Regions from separate parts of the Mus musculus genome. Here regions 2 and 3 are each linked to region 1. A link is a contact called in public Micro-C and promoter capture Hi-C data. All regions are on one chromosome and are shown on one strand. The core of a region is the stretch at or near the end of the contact, and the rest is flanking DNA. Distances in the headings are between cores, read along the strand shown.

Region 1 (2,716 bases), core at 133-2,632:
CTTCTCTTGAGATTAGGGGCCTGAAATGTCAATAAAAATATACACGTTCAAGGCAATGACCAACTTAGTTTGTTCATGAGGCACTGAGCTACGTAATACAATGGTAAATTAGACAGCATGATCCATACTCCAGTGGAGACCCTAGTCCAAAAACAACCCTCCCATTTGTTAACACATTACCTACCCAGAAAATAGCTTAAATGTAACCTAACCAAAAATTAGGCAGCTCTAGATTCCCAGGTGTGCCTGGGCCATACATCTCTCAAGCCTACTGTTGTTGGGAGAGCTGGATCTGGGAAAGGAAGACAAGATCTGAAGTACTCATGGTTCCCTGCCTTACCCAAGCATTTCTCAACAGTCCTTGTAATTTTTTCAGAAATCCTTCCATTCAGAGTCCTGCCTCCCTCGGATGGAAACCCAAGCTTAGCCTAGGGGAAGGACTATGCCCTAGTAGGTTCTACTGATTGGATGCTCTTCCATACAACTTTGGCTCATGAGGAAAACAAGAACTGCCTGGCAGAAGCCATGCCCCATGGATGTGATAGACCATGACCAAGGGACAGTAAGGATTAGAATCAACTAAGATTTATTTATCTTATGTGTTTGAGTGTTTAGCTCACATACATTTCTGCGCAGGGACACTGGTTTTCCTTCCTTAGGTAACAAGGTAGACGACAGATGATATAGATGATAGATGGCATGGGTATGTGTGTGTGCACGCCCCTCCCCCTCGACCTATTAGGGAGCTCAAAGAAACTTGTAGCTGGCTAGAAATCTGATTTAGAGACTAAGTAGTAGAAACATGTATGTTCCCTCTTCTTGTCCGCATGGACACTGCTGTGGTTGAGTTCCGAACTATGTCTCTAGAACATCCACAACATCTACTTGTGGAAACTAACACTTGGAGGTGGGAAGATGCATAAATAGTTGAGAGCACTTAATTCTCACAGAGGGTCTGGGTTCAATTCCTAAGACCCACGTGGTGGTCCATAACTCACGTTCGGGGGGGGGGGATCGATCCAATGCCCCTCTTGTAACCTCTGTAGTCACCAGCACGAACACCTTACACGCGCGCGCGCGCACGCACACACACACGCGCGCACACACGCACACACACGCACATTTTACCTTCTTTAAGTACCGGGGGCAGGGGGGAGGGGGGAGTTTCCCCGTGTGCTCGTGCACGCGCGCACGCACGCACGCGTAGGGAATGTAAGTAAAGCGTCTAGACAATAAGGACCTAAAATGAAAGAGCCATAAGCTACCTACTTACGTTTTTATTTCTCAGTTCTCCAAGTTCCAAATCATCCGGCCCACTAAGGTCCAAACTTGGAGGAAGCTCGAGTCTCTGCTTATTAACACGTGTCGCGGCACGGCTGACTTGTGCGTCACCAACCACAAGGTGGCGAAAGAGATTATCACATCAAACCAGCCTGCCTTCTGCCTCTTCTATACCATTATTTTGCTAAGCAGAAGCATTTCCTGAGCGTGAGTCATTCAATGAGCACAGTGGTCCTATGGATTGTGGCCCTATGGATTAGCTATGATTTCACAGATGAGCAAACCAAGAGCTGCAGATACCTGTGGAGTTTGGCTGTTACCTATTTTTAGTACTGCATCTGCATTTACACCAGCGTCACCACACACATATGAGTACTGTAGTGTTACTTATTTGGCAATTGCTCTGCCATCTTTTGGCAATAAGAATTTATTTCATCCTCATCACAGTCTTACAGGATCACCATCATATATGTGGTCTGTTGATCAAACATCATCATACAACACATGACTATATGTTTCTATATGTTATCTATGTTTTTACTTAAAGGTTTTTTATTATGAAAGAAACTGTATTCCTGGTAACAACTTTCAAATTATAATAATGAGTAAAAAGTCTCCTTTCTTCCCATTAGAACTAGTCAAAAGCGTAACTCCTCACATATTCCTTCATAATTTGTTTACAAATACATAAGCATACTTCATATGTTTATCTTACAATGCACACAAATATATTGTACACACTGTTCTACAGCTTGCTTTTTCTAATTAGGACAGTATCTTGATAGCAGATGTGAGCTGAGGCCACACTGGCCTGTGGACCTCATTTACAGATCTGGAGTAGGACGTGACTGTCCTCACCTGAGAACAGCAAGTGTGTCACCTGATATATTGCAGCCTGAGGTGACAATGAAATGTGGAAGAAGAGAGCGGACTCTCTGCAGCAGCAAGAAAGCGTGGTGAGGTGTAAGGCAAGCCTGTTAATGGGCAGCAAGTGGGACTGGTCCCCATCTCTGGTATATTCAGGTCCTTAAGCTATAGTTTTGAGAAAGTTCAGATTTGGATACAGGCAATGTTCACAGTGCCTTTGGGGACAGGGCACCTCTTTACACCACCGCACAGTGCCAACGTGTGGAAACCCTGTGGGGTAGTAATTGGTAGCATTTTAAAGGTGACAAAATTGAGACTCAAAGAGGACAAGGCTCCCAAGGCTACCCTACTTGAAGCAGCACCTCCCCTTACCTACCTTGTCAGTACTTACAGGACCCTGGGGAACTATTGGCTATTGGTAGACTCTGGAAGACCGGATATCATTATCTTCAGATATGTACCCACTAGGGAAGCCAGCCAGGTCCAGTGCATAACTCCACAGTTACAGTCACATAAGCAACCCTTTTTAAACTGAGTATGTCACAAAACAAGAAGCCATGAGTGTAGG
Region 2 (2,716 bases), core at 139-2,638, 180 kb after region 1:
CAGTTTGGCTACAGAGGCAGCAGCTTTAGCTATACAAAGGGACAGAGAAGAAGGCAAGTGTCAAAGAACTTGGCGACTTTGTGAAAAAGGAAGGAAGACAGTGTGCACACTGGGAGGAGGGCACTCACCATGCAGGCCTGGGCCAGACTCATGGCCAGGCGGAAGCGGGCAGACATGGCTGGTGGTAGCAAGTGACTGAGGCCAGAGCCCACATCAGGATTAATCACTCGAAGGCATCGGACCACAGCCTCTACGACCAGCTCAGTGGTGAAAGCTCGCAGAGTCTGCACTTCTGGAGGAACTGCCCTAAAAAGGAAAGCACCAGGCTTGAGTAGTTAGGAAACAAAGTACAGACTTCTAGAGAGGGAATGCTCTAGAATCCAGGTCGGGGCAGGGAACAACCAAGGCTTCAACAGATCCTGGGTGCTGGTGACTATGACCTTTACTTAGTCCTAAGACCTCGGTGAATGAGGGTGACCTGAATTCAGAAAAGTCTCAAACTCCCCTACACTTCAAAGTTTCCAACCTCTGGGATCTGCAAAAGTGAAAATGGTCCAAGTGGCACAGTCTCCATATTTCTGGGCACCAGGACATTGTTCTTTGCATGGCAAGGCCTCCTAGATCTACGAGGTTTGGGAAAGCTACATAGGAAGAGGCTGGAGTTTTCAGAAGTCTCAAATGTCAGGGTCAATAAATAGAAATAAAAAATCGGGCATCCTAAATTTTGGCATCAAGGACTTTTAGGTCCCTCAAATAGTGCATCCTTTGTGTTCCTGTGTTACCAAGTGCTGCTACTGTCAGAATGTAGGGCCCTGGTATTTTGATAAGTCCTGGGAGTTTCAGGAGTTATTGTTCGAAGATCAAGTTGCCAGTCTCAGGAATTCTGGAGACTCTGGGTGCCAGACTCCTGTGTTATCAGTTTCCTGGTGTGGGTGTCCTGGAACCTCTAGATATCAGGATCCCAGCATATGCAGGTCTCAGTTTGTAAGGTGTCTGAGTCCTCGAGGTTTTACCCAATGTCCACATCAAAGTATTTAGGAAAGTCATGATGTTAGAGTGTAAGCAGGGAGGAGGAGGAGAGGCTTCGGAATCCTGTAAGTTTGGGCCTTTGGGTGTCAAGGTCTTCATTTTAAGGTTCCCGGGTAATGGGGGTCCTAGGATTTGGAGTCCCGGATGTGAGCAATTGGAGGCGACTGGGGGTTGCGTACTTACGTGCCCGCCTGGCGCAAGGAATGGATGAGGATTCGGTCAGCCTCCTCCATGGTGGAGTTAATTCTAACTCCGGGGCTGGGTCTAGGACCAGATCAGAGAAATTGGAGCTCTCCGCGCTGCTCTCGGCGCGGCGAGGACAGAGAGTCACGTGCCGCGCGAGGAACATTGGGAAATGTAGTTCTAAGGAGTGAGCGTTGCGCAGGCAGCGGCGCTGGAGGCGGGGTGTGAATTACGTAATGGCTCCTGGAAGTTGTAGTTCTTTCACTTGTAGTCCCATGGTCTCCTCCAAGGGAAAAAAAAAGGAAATGGGCTGGGGAGTTGAGAGACAGGACAGAGAAAAATTTTCATTTATAAGACACGTTCATCTTCCAAGCTATAAAAGTTTATACGTGTACAAAATGACTGTTCCCCCGTGTCTTGCTAGCCTCATCTGTAAAGTGAGAATTTGGATAATACCTTCTTCCTAGGGTTAAGACATAATTGCTACGACTGGGGATGTGACTCAGGATAGCCTCACAACCTGAGTTCTCTCCCTGAGATCCACATGGTGGAAGGCAGGAAATGACTTGATAAGAGTCTGAATTCCACGTGTGCACTGTGACACATTTATGCTCGTGAGCACACACAAAAGGATCATAAATAGATTTTAAATAAATAAAACAAACGTCATTGCTCGAGTAAACCTACTTAACCACCAACCACAACAAACTGAGGTCGATCCTCCCTGGGACCCAAGAGACATAAAAAGAGAATGGACTCCTACAAAATGTCCTCTGACATCTACACATGTGCAGCAGTACCACTATCATGCACACAAAATAGATGGAAAAAGCAAAGAATTACTAGACCAGGCGTAGTGGTAAACATCTGTAATCTCAGCACCTGTCCCAAGTGTAGATTGGGCTACAGAAGGAGATCACCTCCTTATGAAACCATTCCTTATTGAACAGCCTCTTTTGTCTCTACTATCCAGTAGTGCTAACATTTGTCATAATCACACATACACATCACATACTTGACTCAGTTTCTGAACTAAGCTCTCTCTCTCTCTCTCTCTCTCTCTCTCTCTCTCTCTCTCTCTCTCTCTCTTTCTCCTCTCGTTGTGCTATCCTGTCTTGCTTTGGTTTGGTTTTCAGACAACAAAATCTTGCAATGTAGCCCAGGCTGGCCTCAAAATTGTAATAATAATATTTCTTTCTCCCAAGTGCTAGGATTAAAGGCTTGTACCACCGCCCCTGACTGTATTCTATTTTTAATTACTGTAGATTTACAATGAGTCTTGATATCATATATGGCAAGCCCTCCCATCTTGTTGTCTTGTTCTTTTTCAAAATGGATTTGGCTTTTTTGTTTTTTGGTTTTGGGGTTTTTTGTTGTTGGTGGTGGTGTTTTGGTATTTTGTTTTTGTTTTTGTTTTTATTTTTTGTCATTTGTCTCAAAGACTGTCAATTCCAAAGAAAACTATGCTGAGATTTTGTTTGGTATAGCTAATGCAGAATGCCAA
Region 3 (2,716 bases), core at 120-2,619, 140 kb before region 1:
TTTATCTTCAGATAAAGAATTTGCAGAGCAGGTCACAGAGAACATAAAGCAAAAATAAAATAGGGGAATCTGAGTAAAGGACGGAAGGGTGTTCTGGGCTCCGTTTGTCCAGATTTTTAAGTAATTTCCATGTTTAAAATTCTGAGCTCAAGGCTTTCCCTGGACCTTCAACAAGGGCAGAGTACGGACCTTGGCTAATTGTCTTGCTAGAAGAACAACAGTTTAACTGGTTTTTAAGAAAAGGTAATTTAAAGGCAATCCATCCCTTCACGTGTTTGGAGATTTTCCCAAGGATACTCAGACAGCAGACAAGCACACATTCCAGGAAATGCAGTAAATCTCAACAGGACCGGGGAGCAGGGCTGGGATCTCATCTTAACCTACTTTTGTTTGTACCATCAGCCCTCATTTCTAGGTTACACTGATGCCAAGCCGAGTAGCCAAGAAGATCCGGGTGCTTCTTTCTCCCAGCTCCCAATCAGGAGTGGGTTGCTCTTGTTTCTGGTTCTTCCCCACACCCCAGAGCAGAGTTCCATTGTAGGCTGGTAGCAAAAATGACCAGCTCTCCCTTCATCCTAGCATCTTCCACTTATGGGGTAGCCCTACACAGGGCTAAGATCACTGAGCCCTGATCACACTTACTCGGCTCCCTCTTAGAGCACAGGTTTCATTCCTTTTCACAACATAAAACCATTCAATTAAAGGCTTATCTCTGATAAGCCTAGAGGTTAAAGGACCAAATGCTAGCTTCAGACACAGTCACACAGCTAGTCAATATGGTGCTGTAAGCTCTAGCCAGGCCAATGAGGTAGGAGAAAGAGCGAAAGTATCTCTAACTAGAGCTGCCATAACCTTTTGTGTTGTTGTGTTTGTTTGGAAATAGGATCTAACTAGGTAACCCAGCCAGACTTCCAACAGCAGCTGAAGATGACAATGAACTCCTAAGACTCCTAAGTGCTGGAGTTACAAATGGGAGCCACCATGCGGAGGCTGGTGTGATCTTAATATACAGAAAGTCCTCAGAAATTCACTTTTTAAAAAGCCAATCTGACCAGGTAAATGAATTCATTAGGATTGTGTGTTACTAGGTCAGTAGGCCAGTAAAAAAAAAAAAAAACTCCATGCAATTTTATACACTGTCCAATCTGAAATGGTATTTAAAAAAACAACTATTGAAGAATTTCATGAAAGTAAATAAAATACTTAGTAGTAAATGTACTAGAAAAATGACCAAGTTTGTATTGGTAAAACTCCAAACCACTGTTAAAAGAAATTAAGAAATGCCTACTCAAATGGAACAATAACATGATAGACAGTAGCAACTGTGAGCAAGGATGAGAACTGGAGCCTCCATACATGGCTGCTGGAGATGCAGTGTGCAGCTGCTCTAGCCAACAGCTTGGTAATTGCTCAGGAATACTAAACATAGTTACCACATGACCTAGAAATTCCTCTCCTAGATATACAGCCAAGAAAAATGAAAACCTATGTCCACCCAAAACTTTATAGGGGAATATTCATAGTAGCATCATTCATGATGGGCGAAAAATGAAGCAAGTCAAACATCCATCAAGTGATGAATGGCTAGCTCAAGTGTGCTGCTGCTGCTCAATGGTGTATTATTCGGCCATAAAATGAAGTACTTTGCCTGCTGCAGCACGGGTAAACCTTGAAAATAAATGCGCTCAGTTAAAAGAAGCTAGGCACAAATGACCACATAGCATATGGTTCCATTTATAGGAAATGTCTAGAATAGACAGGTCTTTAGACAAGAAGTAGATCGGCAGTTGCCTAGGATGGGGTTGAGGAAATAAAAAGTCACTGCTAATGAGTACAAAGTTTCTTTTAAAAGAATGAAAATGTTAAGTTATAATTTGTGATGGTTTTTCAACTATAAATGTAGTTTTTAACTATTCAACTGTACACTTTTAACTGGGCATGGCAGCAGATAGTACAATCTTAGAACTTAAGAGAGGCAAGAAAACTGCTTTGAGTTCTAGCCCAACCTGAGCTACATAAATTAGTCTTGGTCACATAAAACCATCTTGTCTTGAATAAATCAATTGTACATTTTAAATGGGCAAATTGTATAATATGAAAAGTACATCTCAATAAAGTTATTTCAAAATGTAAATGCTCCAAACAATTGAATTAAAGGTAGAAATCTGAAGACTGGATTTAAAAAGCAAGGATGTACTGACTATATACAAAAGGCCATCTAAATATAATGATGCAAATAATTAAAAGTACAATGCCAAGAAAGTAAACAGCACATGAACACTAACCAAAAGAATGCTGAAAAGTAGATTTTGTAACAAACTCTACCAGCAGGCACAAAAAATGATCAGTTGACACAATCAATTAACACAATAATGCTAAATTTATAGGTACCTAACAACCAAGCTTCAAATATTAGAAGCTAAAACTATGAACAAAGATGAATAACTCCACAACATAATTACAGTTGGAGATTTTAACACCACTCTTTCAACAATTGATAGAACAAATAGAAAACTAGAAAAAGAGAGAAAATTTGAAACTTTCTAGCAAACAATTGTATCCTGCTGACACCAAACCTTCCGCCCAAGAATAGGATATCTGTTCCCTTCAAATGGACATGGAAAACTTACTAAGATAAACCATATCTTGGGTCAAAATGCAAATATAAATGAACTTAATTTTTGTCTGAATGGGCTTTAAAAATCCAAAGCATACA

The links. Promoter capture Hi-C pulls out the DNA fragments that hold promoters and counts their contacts. A called contact is a pair of places that touch in the nucleus more often than the background predicts.
Region 2: a promoter capture Hi-C map of liver shows a contact between it and region 1, with 7 times the contacts expected there. The contact joins the promoter of Ccdc22 here to the promoter of 2010204K13Rik in region 1. A contact is called at or near these places in 17 of 39 promoter capture datasets (the 3T3-L1 cell line, the C10 cell line, the SN4741 cell line and 8 more), 6 of 484 Hi-C or Micro-C datasets (cortical neurons, embryonic fibroblasts, muscle stem cells and 3 more), 15 of 115 datasets of contacts at active chromatin or transcription factors (the 230-238 cell line, the NIH/3T3 cell line, astrocytes and 8 more) and 5 of 9 other capture datasets (adipose tissue, embryonic stem cells, liver and 2 more).
Region 3: a contact with region 1 is called in a Micro-C map of muscle stem cells, with 2.7 times the contacts expected there. The contact joins the enhancer-like site here to the promoter of 2010204K13Rik in region 1. A contact is called at or near these places in 1 of 39 promoter capture datasets (the SN4741 cell line), 1 of 484 Hi-C or Micro-C datasets (muscle stem cells) and 2 of 115 datasets of contacts at active chromatin or transcription factors (both in the 230-238 cell line).

What each region holds. Positions count from the first base shown.
Region 1 is chrX:7,421,606-7,424,321 of GRCm38.p6, forward strand. It overlaps 2010204K13Rik (RIKEN cDNA 2010204K13 gene), which reads right to left and starts at 1,383. Exons shown (of 2, transcript NR_027924.1): 1 at 1,274-1,383.
Region 2 is chrX:7,604,032-7,606,747 of GRCm38.p6, forward strand. It overlaps Ccdc22 (coiled-coil domain containing 22), which reads right to left and starts at 1,389. Exons shown (of 17, transcript NM_138603.3): 1 at 1,213-1,389; 2 at 129-306. The coding sequence starts at 1,262.
Region 3 is chrX:7,281,467-7,284,182 of GRCm38.p6, forward strand. The region is part of intron 2 of Clcn5 (chloride channel, voltage-sensitive 5); the gene reads right to left. Among named protein-coding and RNA genes, the nearest start is that of Mir532, 34 kb to the left of the region's middle. Within about 2 kb of position 1,370, at least 11 of the 459 cell types and tissues checked have an H3K27ac peak or open chromatin away from gene starts, as enhancers often do. A contact at or near this core is called in muscle stem cells, where this site is marked.